2 separate regions of the Mus musculus genome follow, and region 2 is linked to region 1. A link is a contact called in public HiChIP or PLAC-seq data. All regions are on one chromosome and are shown on one strand. Each heading gives the region's core, a stretch centred on a gene start, on an enhancer-like site or on the middle of the called end of the contact. The rest is flanking DNA. Distances are from core to core; before and after follow the strand shown. Region 1 overlaps Skap2 (src family associated phosphoprotein 2). Region 2 holds the start of Hoxa4 (homeobox A4).

Region 1 (3,414 bases), core at 381-2,880:
TTTGTTTTGTTTTGTTTTGTTTTTGTTTTTGTTTTTTCAAGACAGGGTTTCTCTGTATAGCCCTGGCTGTCCTGGAACTCACTCTGTAGACCAGGCTGGCCTCGAACTCAGAAATCTGCCTGTCTCTGCTTCCCAAGTGCTAGGATTAAAGGCGTGCGCCACCACCACCCGGCCTTGTGCCAAATTCTTACTGTTTCTTACTGTCTTATTCCACGTATATTCTTGGAATGGAAAAAAAATAGGAATGGAGGACAGAGAGTGGTTGCCAAGGTATAGAGAAAGGAGAGAGAGGCAGGAGAGATGTGAGTGGCATTATAAAAGTGGGACAGGAAGGATCTTTGTACCTAATTCAGTGTTCTCACTGTGATATACACATTAGCCTATGCAGGTGGCAGAATTCTAAAGACACAGAGAGAGAGAGAGAGAGAGAGAGAGAGGGAGAGAGAGAGAAGGAGAGAGAGAGAGAGAGAATATAAAATGGGGGGAAATCTGAGGTGAATTGCATCAGTGTCAGAATATACCCTGGTTGTGGTATTATACTGTAGCTTTATAAAAGGTTATCAGTGGGCAAAGTGTGCAAGTGATCTTGTGTGATTTCCTTTCCATCCCTTTCCTTCCTTCCTTCTTCTTATTTTTTTTAATGTTTATGGGTATTCTTTTTGCATGTCTGTCTGTCTGTGCACCATGTGTGTGTGCCTGATGCCCATGGAGACCACAGGAGGGTGTCAGATACCCCAGGACTGGAGCTACAGACAATTGTGAGCTGCTATATAGGGACTGGGAGTTTAACTTGGATCCACTGGAGAAACAGCCAGTGTTCTTAACTTCTGAACATCTCTCCAGTCACAAGTTTCCTATTTCAGTTAGGAATTTGGTGTGATTTTCTTTTTTAAGAACTCACTGTCACATAAAGTTGTCCCATAACACAGCCCCTCCACCCTATCCCAATTCCCGCAGCCCTGCCTGCCAACTTGGATTCTGTACTATTTCTTACAACTGAATAAATCTATAATTATCTAAATAAAAATTTCAAGCTGGGTGTGGTGGAGCACGCCTTTAATCCCCAGCACTGGGGAGTCAAAGGCAGGCGGATTTCTGAGTTCGAGGCCAGCCTGGTCTACAAAGTGAGTTCCAGGACAGCTAGGGCTATGCAGAAAAACCCTGTCTCAAAAAACAAAACAAAAACAAACAAACAAACAAAAAAGCAAAAAAATTTTTTCATGGTCCAGCAAGGTTCTTGACAGATTCTAACTTTAGAGTAAATGTGCGTGGAAGAATGAGTCATGCCTTGTTTACATGGACTAGACTAAAAAAAGTTCCAGTTTATTTTGAAAACAAGTTCTGAGGAATTGAGTTAGTAAGTTTAGGTACCAATTGTGGAATTACTTCATTAAAGCAGCATTTGTTGCCACTCTTCTTGAGATGTACCGGCTAAAAGCTGCTGACCATTATAATTGAGAAAGGCTGCCGTGCACCAGGTCATACCTACAGCTAATGCTAACTTTCCACAATACCATGCATCCCAAGAAGGGCCATCAGTCTCAAGTCAGATGACCCAGAATGGAAAACGAGGAAGGGGAAGGGAAAGCAGGAAGCTGGCATTTTTTCCCCTTCTGGAGTATCCTGTCTGTGGCAGCTGTAATAAGTGCAGAGGCGGCACTGGGACTCTTACCGAGGACCTACAGAATACATGGCCAGTTGCTTCACTTGAGGAATTTAATGTATCAGAACTGTCAGTTATCCAGAATGCTTAATTTGGAGATGTCGTATTTGTCTCATGTGGGATGTATTGACTAGATCATCAAGACCTCCACGGTGAATACACCATGCTAACACTGCATCCAGCAATAATGTAATATGAAATTCTCAGAATTATTGAAAGTTTATTGATTAAATATTTTAGACTGCACAGCTTCATGCCTGTGAAGTTTAACTGTATGATGCTATATCTGCCACCAGGTATGGTTACAAGCCATAAAAATACTCAGCTTCCAGAAAACAAGCACATGTGGGTTAAGTTGCACTTGGAATGTCCCCTGCCAGCTGTTTAAATGCTTGCCAAGTTCTTTGTAAAGTACTGCAGTAACTTTGGGTTGTTGGGTTTTGGGTTTTGTTTTTGGGTTTGTTTTTGTTTTTTGTTTTTCTTTTGTTTTTTTTTCCGACATTTTCCTATTGTTTATTGACTTTCATTAAAGTTTTGTTTCCTTTTGAGGCATCGTTTACTTTGTGACCCACCCTGGTAAATATAATTTCATATAAGGTAAAACTAGGACTGCCAAGATGTCTCAACAGATAAAAGCACTTGCTGCTAAGCCTAGCTCAGCCCCATCATCCCTGTGGTAGGAGGAGAGAAACAACTGAACGTCCTCTTACCTCCGCAAGTGTACCCCAGCACAGGTGCCTATACACGTACACACCCAGATAAATAAATGTAGACAGATGATTAATAAAAGTAAATCTAAGCTTTTGGTGTAAAGAAGGATCCTTTTATATCTTTATCTAATGGCCTTCATTTTTAAAATATGCACTTACTGAATAATTAAGGCATAATTATACTCATCCTTTTCTTTAATGATTTTAATCTTTTCTATAAAATGCTGATTTGTTTTGCTTAATACCTAGTTATCATTATTTTCAAAATCTGATTTGTGGTACTTTTGTCAATTTGTAACTTACTGACCAACCGCTTGTAAATTTCTATTTTATTGATGAAGACAGTAAATATTAAGTAGCGAGCATGAGGATGGTTATATAAATGTATTCAATTTTGGTACATGTGTGGATGTTTTATGGTAATTTACACCCTTTTCTGCTCAGACACACAAGCATGTGTATTCCTCTGTGCTTTATACAAATGTACATACACTTAGCTGACTGCTTAAGGTTTAGGCCTGTGCATTGGTGTTACACAAGCCTATGTTTTGTATCAGTTACATCATCTCCTTAGCATTAGATGTCAGAGAGGTATGTTTTGTTCTTAAATTCTGCCACTTCCTTTTCTTCCACCCATTAAACCCCAAGGCTGAATTTGGGCTCAGACTTGTTTTCTCGTTGGAGTCCAGAAGAGTTTCCTAAGCCAGGCACTGACTGGAGAGGACTGATGTGCCTTTTGCTTTCAGTCTTCTGGGCCCGGAGTGATGGTTGTTTAAAATTCCTGTGACCACTGGCTGTGCTAGAGCAAGCTTGTGTGTTATCTCCTCTGACACTTGCCTCACAGAAACAATACTGCTTTTGCTTTTGTTGGACAAAATTGATACCTTCTAATATAAAGAGCAGAATAAAATGGCTGCTATATTATAAACCATAACCAGACTTTTTTTTAGAGGAATTATGATTTTATTTTCCCTGAAGTATTATTGGCAAACTGTACCCAAACAATTATTATACTTGCCTTAGGGGATGCAGAAAATGTAT
Region 2 (3,389 bases), core at 860-3,359, 250 kb before region 1:
ATCCAACCTGAACACATGCAGATATGCAGTGCATGTGTATTTGTATGGTCTGTCTGTGTGCTACTAATGTTAGAGATGTCTCCTGTCTCATTTGTGTACCTATTTTCTTGCTATTTTCTTGCTAGAGAGAGATATCAGTTTAAAGTAGCCACATCAGGCTAGATTTCCTTCCTCCAGTCTAGAGAAGATATCTAGAGATTAGAATCTTTGTTGGTTTCCATCTATGGCTCAGATTTTCATTTAAAAAAAAAATCATGGTGCTTCCTGTCAGTGGACAGCTCTCTTTACCAGCACAGACACCCAGTGTGGAAAATCTCTTTGTACTACTTCAGGATGATTTCAATAAGAAACTAACATGATCCTTTTTTTAACCTCTTTCCCTAAATTACTTTAAAGATTAGTCTCAATAATAGTCTTCATGTGTCTAAGCATTAAATGACTATCTATCAAATAGGATATATCCCAGTATTTAGTAGCTCAAGTGAGTAACAGATATGAATGAAGATAGAATGGATGTTCTTTCTGAAGTGTCTCTAGGCTTGGGTTATAACTTTCCTGGTCTGCGTTTGAGAAGGCCGTTGTTCTATCCTGCTCTCTGAAAAATCAGCAAGGTGCACCAACGGAAACTGCTTTGCATACCCAGAGGAGAGTTATTTTTTAGAATGGCGGTGATAGTTTGCACTGCTTTACCATCATGCAAAGGATCTAGGCGTGTCTGCTATTCAGAAGAAAGAAAGAGCACAATTCCAGGTACGAGTGAGGCATCAGTATTTACTTCAAAGATCAACATTAGGTGGAATTAATAAGTAATTTATTTGTTAATAATAATGGCATAATTAGTTTACCCATCAAATTTCAATTACCAAATGGCAGGCAACAGTCCCTTCTCTCTCCTTTCCAGAGCTACTGATATCGTTAAAATGCTAATTTTTCAGCAATCGCGGGCTGGTCTGTAAATATAGCCCTTGGTTTAGATCCTGCACGAGGAAACAGCATCCAAAAGGAGAAGGGAGGGAAAAGTTAGAAAAGACCGATTGACAATTAGACCAGGCAGGGTCTTATTGTATCTCAAACTTGTTTTTGTTTGGTGATTGTTCTGAAACGCGAAGTTACTGGATTCGAAGCCGGGTTTTGTGCAGGCGTCGTCTCTCTTCCCACTCTGGGGTGGAGGTCTCACAATAGCGCCTAATAAAGGAGGCACATTTAGCTCTCCTCAGCACCTCCATCAACTGCAATATAGGAAGGTTCCAAGTCTTTAAATGAAAAAATAATGTACAAATTCTGCGTCTGAAAGAAAAAAAGTAAAAATAAGTATCCACGAGGTTTTAGTGGATCGCCCTCGCTTGCTGTACTTCCTTGACCCGCTTGTTCAGCGGCCCTTCTACCCATCCTCCCTGTGCAGCTCCAGCCCTGGCTTCGCAAAGCAGGGACTCCCTAACAGCCGGGTGGATGTGTAGGGCGTGGACAAAGAATCAAAGGGCGAGAAAAATGGGTCCGTAGGCCTCCTTCGTTTTATTCCAGAGCTAGGATAAAAAGCCAGGGTCTGCCTCTTGGTCCCAGTGCCCTTCCCTCTCCTGGAGGGCCTCGAACCCTCGGAGGACCACCCGAAGCCTGGTTGGACTGGAGATCGGCGCTGAGTCGTGGCGACCAGCTGCCCAGAGGCCTAGGACAGACGTGGGCAGGAACAGGGCTCGAAAGGACCCGCAGTCTAACAGGCCCCAACTTCTCAGCCGGAACCCAAGTTGGGGGGCCCGAGGAACCCAAGCTCGCTTCTCCCACCCTGAAGGCTAGCAGCATCCATCACGCATCCCCCGCGCGTTTCCTGATCCGGGTCCGCGCGCGCGGATTTCCCATTGGCCGGATCGCAGCACGTGGGGCGCGGGGGCGGGGCGCGCAGGGCCACGGGGAGCGCGCGCGGGCGGGGGAGGAGCGGCGCGGACTTCGGCGGCGGCGACGGCGGGAGGGGGAGGGGCAGTCGTTTGACAGCGGGGGGAGGGGCGGGCGCCGGGGCCGGGGGGGGGGGGGGGGGGGGATGGGAAGCGCGGCGAGAGGGGGAGGGGCCTCGGCGAGCGCAGAAAAACGACACCGCGAGAAAAATTAGTATTTTTGCACTTCACAAATTAATGACCATGAGCTCGTTTTTGATAAACTCCAACTACATCGAGCCCAAGTTCCCTCCTTTCGAGGAGTTCGCCCCGCACGGTGGCCCGGGCGGTGGGGACGGCGCCGTGGGCGGGGGTCCCGGCTACCCGCGGCCCCAGAGCGCCCCGCACCTGCCGGCCCCGAACCCGCACGCGGCCCGCCAGCCCCCCGCTTACTACGCGCCGCGGGCGCGCGAGCCCAGCTACCCCGGGGGCCTGTACCCCGCGCCCGCCGCCGCCTGTCCCTACGCCTGCCGCGGGGCCAGCCCCGCGCGACCCGAGCAGTCCCCGGCCCCCGGCGCGCACCCCAGCCCGGCCCCGCAGCCCCCCGCGCCCCCTCGGCACTGCGCTCCCGGCCCCACCACCCCGGCTGTCGCGACGGGGGGCAGCGCCCCCGCGTGCCCGCTGCTGCTGGCGGACCAGGGCCCGGCGGGCCCGAAGGGCAAGGAGCCGGTGGTGTACCCCTGGATGAAGAAGATCCACGTGAGCGCCGGTATGTGGCGCCGCCGGGAGGGCAGCGGGCGTGGGGGCGCGGGGCAGGGCGCGGGAGGGGACCCCCATCTGGCCGGCGCTTTGGCTGTGGGTGTGTGCGCGCCGCCCGCAGCCTGGTCCTAACGTGAGAACCCTTTTGTACCCAGGGTCCCTTTATCCTGAGATTTACGAGACGCCAAACTGTTAGGGCAGTAATTATAGCCCCCATAAATTTAATTGCCCTGGCAGAGGCTCCCGGCCATGTGTCTTTGAAGCTTTTCTTCAGCCCCAAAGCCCAGCACCATTCTTTATGGCTCTCGGGTGTTTCCCGTTGTCAATAGCCTGTGAAACATTTTCTTTGCCTTTTTATGTATCTTGTGTGAACTTGGTGTCAGGTTATTATATAATGATGATGTCCGATTGCTCTTCCCCACCCTATCTCCTCTCTCCTCCCCTCCTCCTCTTCTACTTCTTCCTCTTTGGCCTTCTCTTTCGGGGTTCTGGTGTTCAGTCAACTCCAGTTATAACGGAGGCGAACCTAAGCGCTCTCGAACCGCCTATACCCGGCAGCAAGTCTTGGAACTGGAGAAGGAATTCCACTTTAACCGCTACCTGACCCGGCGGCGCCGCATCGAGATCGCCCACACGCTCTGCTTGTCGGAGCGCCAGGTCAAGATCTGGTTTCAGAACCGGAGAATGAAGTGGAAGAAAGACCACAAACTTCCCAACACCAAGATGCGATCTTCCAACACTGCCTCGGCCCCTGCCGGCCCGCCT

The links. HiChIP or PLAC-seq counts read pairs in DNA pulled down with a chosen protein or histone mark.
Region 2: a contact with region 1 is called in an H3K4me3 HiChIP or PLAC-seq map of bone marrow-derived macrophages, with 2.3 times the contacts expected there. The contact joins the promoter of Hoxa4 here to the enhancer-like site in region 1. A contact is called at or near these places in 9 of 39 promoter capture datasets (the 3T3-L1 cell line, the C10 cell line, HPC-7-derived erythroid cells and 5 more), 2 of 15 datasets of contacts at CTCF or cohesin (both in the NIH/3T3 cell line), 13 of 115 datasets of contacts at active chromatin or transcription factors (bone marrow-derived macrophages, craniofacial prominence, embryonic basal ganglia and 7 more) and 1 of 9 other capture datasets (adipose tissue).

What each region holds. Positions count from the first base shown.
Region 1 is chr6:51,937,452-51,940,865 of GRCm38.p6, reverse strand. The region is part of intron 4 of Skap2 (src family associated phosphoprotein 2); the gene reads left to right. Among named protein-coding and RNA genes, the nearest start is that of Skap2, 73 kb to the left of the region's middle. Within about 2 kb of position 1,630, at least 1 of the 459 cell types and tissues checked has an H3K27ac peak or open chromatin away from gene starts, as enhancers often do. A contact at or near this core is called in bone marrow-derived macrophages, where this site is marked.
Region 2 is chr6:52,190,423-52,193,811 of GRCm38.p6, reverse strand. It overlaps Hoxa4 (homeobox A4), which reads left to right and starts at 2,109. Exons shown (of 2, transcript NM_008265.4): 1 at 2,109-2,634; 2 at 3,124-3,389. The coding sequence starts at 2,124. The region is part of intron 2 of Hoxa3 (homeobox A3); the gene reads left to right. LOC115490409 (a long non-coding RNA gene) reads right to left here. Exons shown (of 2, transcript NR_168044.1): 2 at 752-1,287.